2 separate regions of the Zea mays genome follow, and region 2 is linked to region 1. A link is a contact called in public Hi-C data. All regions are on one chromosome and are shown on one strand. Each heading gives the region's core, a stretch centred on a gene start, on an enhancer-like site or on the middle of the called end of the contact. The rest is flanking DNA. Distances are from core to core; before and after follow the strand shown.

Region 1 (4,542 bases), core at 1,006-3,505:
TTCCCATTTACTGTCGCGCTTTAGCCCACTACCTCTAGAGATCTCCATTAGACATGTCCAAACCATCTCAACCAATGTTGGATAAGTTTTTCTTCAATTGGTGCTACTCCTAGCCTATCATGTATATCATCGGTTTGGACTCGATCCTTCTTTGACCACACAAATCCAATGCAATATACGCATTTTCACAACACTTATCTACTGAACATATCGTCTTTTTAAGCCAATATTCTACAGCATACAACATAACAGGTCTAATCACAATCATACCATAAATTATATATATATATATATATAATCACAGCGATCTTACTTTCTTGCATGGACCTTATAAAGGTTAAGGAGTCTGAAGTTGAAGTCAAGTCTTCAGTTAGGCAATGCATATTGTATATCAAGCATGTAGTTTCACAGCATATCACAGTACAGTGTTCTACACACTGCATTAATATCACCTAGGAAAGGAAAACAAGCAGAACACTTGTACAGGAGTATTGCAGTAACTCACGCTGAACCGGAGATTTGGCCGAAAAAAAGAGGTTAGCACAATCGCTGTATCTTTTGACATTTTCAAGGACTTAGTAATGTCTTCTCGTACGGGAATAGTTGCAGTAGCTGTCAATGCCATCAACGGAATGTCATGCTTCAAGAACTTCAATTTGCTGGAACTGAAATTTTCTCTCAACGCAGATAATCTCCTGTTGTAAGAATATAAAGCATAGAATATAATCGTTAATAGATACTAAAGAGTTGGAAGATGATGTGACAAAATAGCAAGCAAATGTTGGTTCTTGAGTGCAAATTAAATAAATCTCACTTCATTATATGTGAAAATTAAAATGGTGTTGACAAAAAAACAATGGTAAATAATAACTTGCACCTTTAACAGAGGATATCAAACACAAGAGCAGACCTATAGTCAGGTCGAAAATCGTGGCCCCATTTAGAAACACAATGGACCTCATCAATGGCAAAAAGTGCAATCCCTGGCTTTTCTGCAAGTTTCTTCAACGGTTCCATTAATCTGCAAGAAGAGACATCACCACCAAGATAGGCCCAGCAACACGTTAATAAACTTTAGAATACCACAGGCGAGAATGATTACCTTAATATTGTCTCAGGGCAAACATAAACAATCTTATACATGCCAGCCATCGCTTTACCTTCAACACGGCTATCAGGTTGCCCTGACCCAAGGAAGCATGCGGATACCCCGTGATTTGCAAGCTTCAGGCACTGATCATGCATTAGACTTATCAAGGGTGATATGACCACCACAACCTTTGTTGTTAATAGAGCTGGGATCTGAAAACAGAGGGACTTTCCTGCCAGCAGAGTTATCCATGTAAGAAAAGGAGGACGAAACTACCATCCATGTGGGGGAAAACAATAAATTAGAGAAGATAGAGAAGAGCATTACAGAAAACACACCTGATCCTGTGGCTGCTAGGACAATACAATCCCTGTGAGCAGACCAAGCATCCAAGACTTCCTTTTGGAATGCTTTGAGGCAGGAAAACCCAAAATGCTTTTGCAGAACAGCACTAATTCTGTCCATTTGGTCGGACTCCACTGTCGAGTTCTCAACCAAAGACTGAGATTGGGGACCCGGTTCGGAACAAAAATCAACAGCCACTGGCATTACCCTGGGACCACCAGGAGCCGATGAACAAGGAAACGAAATGTTCGCTTCCCGACCAGATTCCTTTCCGCCACCAGTAGCTGAGGCAACGTGGTCCGTGATGCTGGACTGCCTAAGCCTCCCCCTAGGGTTACTCAATTTCATGCCCCTGCCAGCCGGCCGTGGCTGCGCCGTAGACAAGGCGGGACGGCCTGGCACTCCCCCTCCCCGCCTCGCCTGCCCCGCTCGGGCGTCCGACCCGCCCAGCAGGACCTCAAGCACCTCTGCGCGGCGCGGGCCGACCGCGCCGACCGCCGCGCTGATGGCGTCGAACTCGAAGCCCATGTCAAGCAGCTCGGCGATGAGGCCGTCCGCGGACACGTCGCACCCGGCGGCGTCGGGCTCCATGGGGAGGGCGGGACGCTGTCCGCGCGCCCGCCTGCAGCGGTGAGGCTACGAGAAAATCAACGAGACCGCATTAAATATCCCCCGAAACTCCGATAGCATTCAGCGGCGGCAGCGCGAGAAATTGCCGGTGCAGAGACCCCCGCCCCGACCTTGCTCTGCGCGTCCTCTGCCACCCACGGCTCGTCGGAGCGGTGGCTTCTTGAGGCGGAGGGTGGGTTTCGGAATGCGAGGGCTTCCGATTCGAATCGCGGGAGGAAGCCCGTCTTTTTTACATTTTACCCTTTTTAGGTTTTATTTTTACAAATACGCATTTTTCAGTTCCATTTCAAAAAATTGGACCCTTATCTCGACGTCATCACTATTGGCGTCGAACTACAACGTGTCGACGCCAATTAATTTGGCGTGTACATTTAAGAGCTCACGCCTATGTGGATCTGATGTGGCAGCACCTCGGTGCCGTGGATATCGGCGCCGACCTAGACGCCATGGATCTCGGCGTCGACCATAAATTCATAGTACCTACTCGCGAGACCACAAATTCAGCTGGACTAGTCCTGCAAGGATGAGTGTAAATAACTCGGCTCAAACGTGCAATTCGTTATCCATAATCCAAAAACATCCTTTTATAATAAACAAGGGAATCATGCACCAATTAAATAACGGATTGCAATAGCCCTGCAACTAAAAGTGAATACAGAAACAGAAATAGTTTAACCAAGCTCATAATTCCTTGCATGTCATGCTGTTGCAAGAACACCAAGATGCATACTGTAGCTTGATATGACTGAAGATGGGATAGTGGTTTGGTGCCTGACATTAACTGCTGATCATAGCATAATATGACACCTGAGAAATATGACGTGCATCCCACGCGACAAGACGTTTGGTGCTCACAAAAACACTTCGGGGGTGTTTGGTTCTGTGGACTAAAGTTTAGCCTGGGTCACATCAAGCGTTTGACTTTCAAATAGGAGTATGAAATATAGACCCAACCAACTGTACTAGATTCGTCTCACTTTTTAATCTTCGGCTGAGAAATTAGTTTTATAATCCGACTACATTTAATACTCCGAACGGAGGTTCAAACATTCGATGTGATAGGGGCTAAATTTTAGCAGGGGCAAACCAAACACCCCCTTCAACCACTTTGTAGGAGATGTCTACGTGGCTGACCAAATAAACTAAGTATGAAGAAGAATCATTGATAAAATGACTGCTATCATCCAAAAATCAAAAACCGATGGCCGGAGTGGTATATTTATATACATGGAGGTCGACGCCGAGATCCACGGCGTCGAGGTGCTGCCACATCAGATCCACATAGGCGTCAGCTCTTAAATATACACGTCAAACTAATTGGTGCCAACATGTAGCTCGCCGCCAATAGTGATGGCGCCGAGGTGAGGGTCCATTTTTGAAATAAAACTGAAAAGGGTGTATTTGTTAAAATAAAATCCCAAAGGACTAAAATACAAAAAAGACGGGGAGGAAGCGCCGCGTCGGAGGGGATGGAGCCAGGCTACTAACATGTGGGCGCCAGGAGATAGCATCGCGGGCCTGGCCCAGCGCAATTGTTTTCCATCTTTTGACAGAGTTGCCCCCAAACTCCACCTTCTTCTGAGCAGCAAGAGGAGTTTTTTTACCCGGTACAAGAGGCGATTTTTTCGTACTTAGGCTAGTTTGGGAACTCAATTCCTCTTCGGGATTGAAAGGAATTGGAGAGGAAATTAGTTCATTTCCACCTCAATCCTCTTCAATCCCGAAGGGGATTTGGGGTTGCCAAAGTAGCCCTAAAGCAGACAACATTGTCTCAAACTCTCCTTTTCTTTCCCTTTTGAAAGGTACTGACTAGGGATGGCAATGGGTCGGGTTTGGATCGGGTATGGTAAATATCCGCCCGCGACAATACTCGCGGGCATTACTCATATCGGCCCGCCATTATACCCGCGGGTAGGATTTTGTACTCGTGCCCGTACCCATCGGGTATCAGGCGGGTATCGGATACCCGCGTGTATAATTACACTTCACACAAATAAAACACATGGTTGACAATGACAAGGTATAACAAAAAAACAAGACATAATAAATTTGATTACTGTTACAGAAGCAAGCAATCTTCCTGGGATCTAGACCTAGACGCCAGAGTGCTGGAACTGGACGCCGGTGGCTGGGCGGATGGCAGTAGCAGCCTAGGATCTGCTTGGGCCTCGGTGGCCGGCTCCTACCTCGAAGTGGAGTGATGTAGCCACGCAGGGGCAGGGAGCCAGGTGCCAGGGACGCAGGGTCCTAGGGTCGCTCGGCGCCTCGGCTTGATGCCTACTGCTAGCGGGTGGCGACCGGGTGGCCGGGACAGGTACACCGGGCGCAGGACGGCTGGGTTGGCGCGCCAATCGCTCACTCGCTCGGCTCGATGCCTTGATGCCTACTGCAGTACTGCTGGCGGGCGAGACGCTAGGTGGGACTTGGAGAGCCTAGGTTAGCCCAACCGGTCACAAGTTGGGCCTGCAATTGGGCCA
Region 2 (4,768 bases), core at 2,176-4,675, 630 kb after region 1:
TACCTTCTTGTTGATTTGCACTTCATTCATCATTTGGCATATAATAACCCACTTAATATGTGTTGGACACTTAATCACCGAAATATACTAGAAATGGCCCAAGGGCACATTTCCCTTTCAATTTTTTGCGTTGACTTTTTGCACTTCGCCTTATATTTCGGCGGTATTTGGCTCTGCATTCCCTTTGGAACGACTTTTGAGCAGAAAACTTACAGTACGCTCCCTTAGGAACGACTTTTGTAGCTTCGGCAAACTTACGCTCCGCTCCTTAGGAACGACTTTTTGTAGCTTCGGTGAAACTTGCACAATGATTTTTAGCTCTGCATTCCCTTAGGAATGTATTTTGAGCTTCAGCAATTTTTGAGCTTCGTAAGTCTGTGAAGAAGATATATTTCATTCTGATAGAAGCGAAACTATTACAAAAAATTAAAACTAGGTTTACATTGATTGCTCCTTATTAAAAAGAAAATGACAATGAATGTAAAAATGTTTCAAAAGTAGGGTATCTCTCAATAGATGTGTTTTGATTCTGGCACAGTACTGTTGACTGTGCGAGCTTCGGATTCCTCCCTGAATTCCTGTTGCTGTTGAGAGTGCTGGCGCCCTTCTGGCTGCTGGCTTCGGGAATAGGTCGGTTGTAGTGGTGGCGGAGGCGGGAGTTGTGGCCAAGAAGCCTATGAATGGCTAGCAGAAGCGACAGAAGCTGCAGGATGATTGTTCACATACTCTGGTATGTAAGGAGAATGACACGAAGCAGTGTGTAAGACCTGCTTCGGCTGGTTCTGTCGAGCTTCGGCTTCTGCTATTTCCTTTTGTTTCTGAATGGTGACATGGCACATTCTTGTAGTATGACCCTTGTCCTCACCACAGAATAAGCAGTAAATCTTTCTAGGCTGATCCCCAAACCTTCCTCCGAAGCCCCTGGCGCCTCTGCCCTTGGAGCTGGTGGCCTGAATGAGCTTTGCTGTTGCCCCGAAGATTGTGAGTTATACCGTGACCTCCGAGACTGACCTCCTTTATCATCACCTTGAGTGGAGTTATGGATTGACCTGACGTGCCTCAGATGGACTCTTCCTCCGAAGCCCCTGGTCATTTCGGAGAATCTGTAAGCTTCCTCCCTTCTTTGGCGGAAGTCGTTGTCAGCTTGGATGTACTCATCCATCTTCTGAAGCAGCTTCTCTAGGGTTTGCGGGGGCTTCGTTGCGAAGTATTGAGCCGTAGGTCCTAGCCGGAGGCCCTTAATCATGGCCTCAATGACAATCTCATTGGGCGCTATAGGCGCTTGTGCCCTTAGTCGCAAGAACCTTCGGACATACGCTTGGAGGTATTCCTCATGATCTTGCGTGCATTGGAACAGGGCCTGAGCTGTGACTGGCTTCGTCTGAAAGCCTTGGAAACTTGTCACCAGCATATCCTTGAGCTTCTGCCACGAAGTATTAGTCCCTGGCCGAAGAGAAGAATACCATGTTTGGGCCACATTCCGAATTGTCATGACGAAGGACTTGACCATGACAGCTGCATTGCCTCCATACGAAGATATAGTTGCTTCATAGCTCATCAAAAACTGCTTCGGATCTGAGTGGCCGTCATACATGGGGAGCTGAGGTGACTTGTATGATGTGGGCCATGGAATAGCCTGCAGTTCTGCTGCCAAGGGAGAAGCATCATCAAAGGTAAAGGTATCATGATTAAAATCATCATACCATCCATCTTCGTTGAATAAGCCTTCTTAACGAAGCTCCCTGTGTTGGGGCCTCCGATCTTGTTCGTCCTGAGCAAGATGACGTACTTCTTCAGTGGCTTCGTCGATCTGCCTTTGAAGATCAGCGAGTCGCGCCATCTTCTCCTTCTTCCTTTGTACTTGCTGATGGATTATTTCTATGTCCCTGATTTCTTGGTCCAACTCCTCCTCCTGAAGTGTTGGATTGGTGGCCTTCCTTTTCTGGCTTCGGGCCTCTCGGAGAGAGAGGGTCTCCTGGTTCGGGTCCAGTGGCTGCAGTGCAGCAGTCCCTGGCGCTGAAGCTTTCTTCGGCGGCATGACGAAGGTCAGTGCTTGCCGAAGGTGGTCGAAAAAAGGGTTCACCGGAGGTGGGCGCCAATGTTGGGGACTTGCTCTCAAATGCTTCGACTTGAGAACAAGGCAACACAAAAATATTAAATGTTAATGCCCTTCGTCCTTCGAAGCATTATTTCTCTTAGGATATAATGATCTTCAAACGAAGGTCATGAAGGACGTACCTTCATCATCACAGTATATGTTAAATAAAAGAAGAAGCATATGACATATAAGAGACAACATAAACAATCATATAACATCATTAATTCATTCTTATTATATAATCATGGAAAGACAGGGACAATATTGAACTACAAAAGTACCTTCAACTTGATAAAAGGCAAAAAGTACAAGCGTGACACAAAAGCAAGTATAAGGCAGCGTGAACAGTACGGGGGTACTGTTCATCTATTTATAAGCACAAGACGCAGTCTATGAGAAATTATATTCATGCCCTTTACATTTATTATTGACTTATAGATAAATCTATGAGGACTAGATAACCTTTTCCCCTTTAAGTCGGTTCCTTTTTCTGCGATTGAGCCGAAGCACCTTTGCACGCAGCTTCGGAGCAACGACAATCTTCATCACGATCATGCTCTTCCCATCGTGTATGCTTTTATCCTAAGTCCGAAGGTACCTGTCCATAAGCCATGCTTGGAAGACATTGTTAAATTACGTTTCTGAGGACCTTCGGAGGACGAAGGCCCCCAACAAAAATCATCCCACACCTATAACCTCCACTAAAACCACCAAATAAATTGCACTCATACTTAACATACCATAAAAACAATGGTTTAAAGCGTTAGATAACCTCTCTCACTTACTCAAATCCAATGGACAATATTATTTGGATCATCCCTTATCTATCTTCCTCCCCTTCCCTCGCGACCGCGCCACCCCTGCCACCTTGCCCCACGTCCTCCCTCCCCAGCACTCGCATCGTCGTCGTTAACCTCTTCCCTCGCGTCGTCGCCGTCATCGACCCTCACCTCTTCGGATCGTAACGTTAGCACAGACTATTTGATGGTAAGTATTAAATATAGTCGAATTACAAAACTAATTATATAGATAAAGATTAATCAACGAGAAAATTTTATTAAGTCTAATTAATACACGATTAGCAAATGTTTACTATATCATCACATGAGTAAATCATATATTAATTAGGTTTAACCGACTCATCTTACAGTTTAGCACTTGTTTATATAGTTAGTTTTATAATTATACTATATTTACCATTTCTAATTATTATTTAAACATCCGAGATTAAAATTTAGCCCATGGAATCCAAACGAACCCTAAATAAACTGAAAACCACCCATCAAACTTTTATTTTAAACCTGAATCGAGCCGTTCCAATTCCAACAGGACGAGGCGCGCTTTCCTGCCCCATTTCCTGTCCCCGCGCGCGCTCCCCGCTCCCCTGGCTTCCTCTTTTCCGCCGCCACGACTTCCGCGCGCGCAGCATCGCCGCCGCCGTTCTCGCGCACAACGGATCAGAGATTTTCCCGGCCGTGCGCCCCTCTCGGTGAGAGGCGTCTCCCTCCTCCTACTCCACCTCCCCGCCCTCTACTGTCTCGGGGGAGAGTCGGTTTCGTTCCGAGATTTCCCTTTTCTCTCTCCGCTCAATTCGTTTGGATTGGTGCGCTGCGCCCAATCCAGTTGGGCGAAGACATCTGTGGTTCGATTGAGTCATTTTCGTCTTCCTCCGAGGATTTCTGGGGGTTCAGTTGAATCCCCATCCGCCACACTAAGCCCGGCCCTACCTGTGTTGCGATGCGCGGCGAGGCTGGCAATGACGGCGGTGGCGGGGATACCCAACTCCTGGACGGCGCCACACCTCGGTTAGGTGAGTGCGCATTGTTTATTGGCTCTGGTTCTGTGAGCGATTGGTGTAAATGTGTTATTTTTTTGTGGATGTGTATTGCGGTCATCAGGTTCTCCTTCGAGTGATGACGACGGAACACAGAGTGAGGCGTATGATTGGGCGCTGTACGACGAAACACAGCCTCTGGATGGTGCTGAGACCCAGTTTGTAGACCAGGTGGAGGAGGAGGGTGTGGCTGGCGATTGGACGGAGACACAGTTGGAGAGTGGCGACGAGGATGGTGGCAGTGGCAATGAGGATGGCGGCGATGACAGTGACCAAGTGAAGACACAACAACAGGTGGAAGATGGGGAACGGGGCAATGATGGTGGTGGTGGGGATGATAATGCTGGCAATTGGACTAAGACCCAGTTGGATGAAGTATGCGAGGTGTATGGAGCGAACAACTTTGTTGGAGACATGGTTGAGGCCCAGTTGGTTGAGGAATCTGAGGAGGAGGATGATGACAAGGATGGATTAACTGATGATGGTGAGCATGATCTTGGTGAGTGGGGGAAGACCCAGTTGGTTGAAGACTCTGATGAAGACATAGGTGACGATGAGTTGAGTGATGGCACTGTTGTCCTAAGTGACAATGAGAGCTTGTCAGAAGATGAGAGGGGCACAAAGTCAGGAACGGATAAAAGGGATGCAAAGTTGGGAATGGAAGGAAGCATCGAGGGGTTAAATGGTGGGATTAAGAAGCATGATGATAACAATAATTCGGTAGATTCTGATGCATCAACAGATGAGGAGGGTGACACAAGTTCAGGTCAGTTACCAGCTACTAATCTGCTACTATTGCTATCTTTTTGTCATGTAGCAATTCATTAGGACCGTTC

What was found. Hi-C and Micro-C count contacts between places; a contact is called where the count stands out from the background.
Region 2: a Hi-C map of tassel shows a contact between it and region 1, with 4 times the contacts expected there. The contact joins the promoter of LOC100192867 here to the promoter of LOC100382628 in region 1. A contact is called at or near these places in 2 of 25 Hi-C or Micro-C datasets (ear and tassel).

What each region holds. Positions count from the first base shown.
Region 1 is chr8:130,896,935-130,901,476 of Zm-B73-REFERENCE-NAM-5.0, forward strand. LOC100382628 reads right to left here and starts at 2,256. Exons shown (of 16, transcript NM_001358392.1): 1 at 2,176-2,256; 2 at 1,429-2,071; 3 at 1,103-1,322; 4 at 911-1,021; 5 at 506-695. The coding sequence starts at 2,026.
Region 2 is chr8:131,522,697-131,527,464 of Zm-B73-REFERENCE-NAM-5.0, forward strand. LOC100192867 reads left to right here and starts at 3,426. Exons shown (of 8, transcript NM_001358391.1): 1 at 3,426-3,908; 2 at 3,997-4,698. The coding sequence starts at 3,836.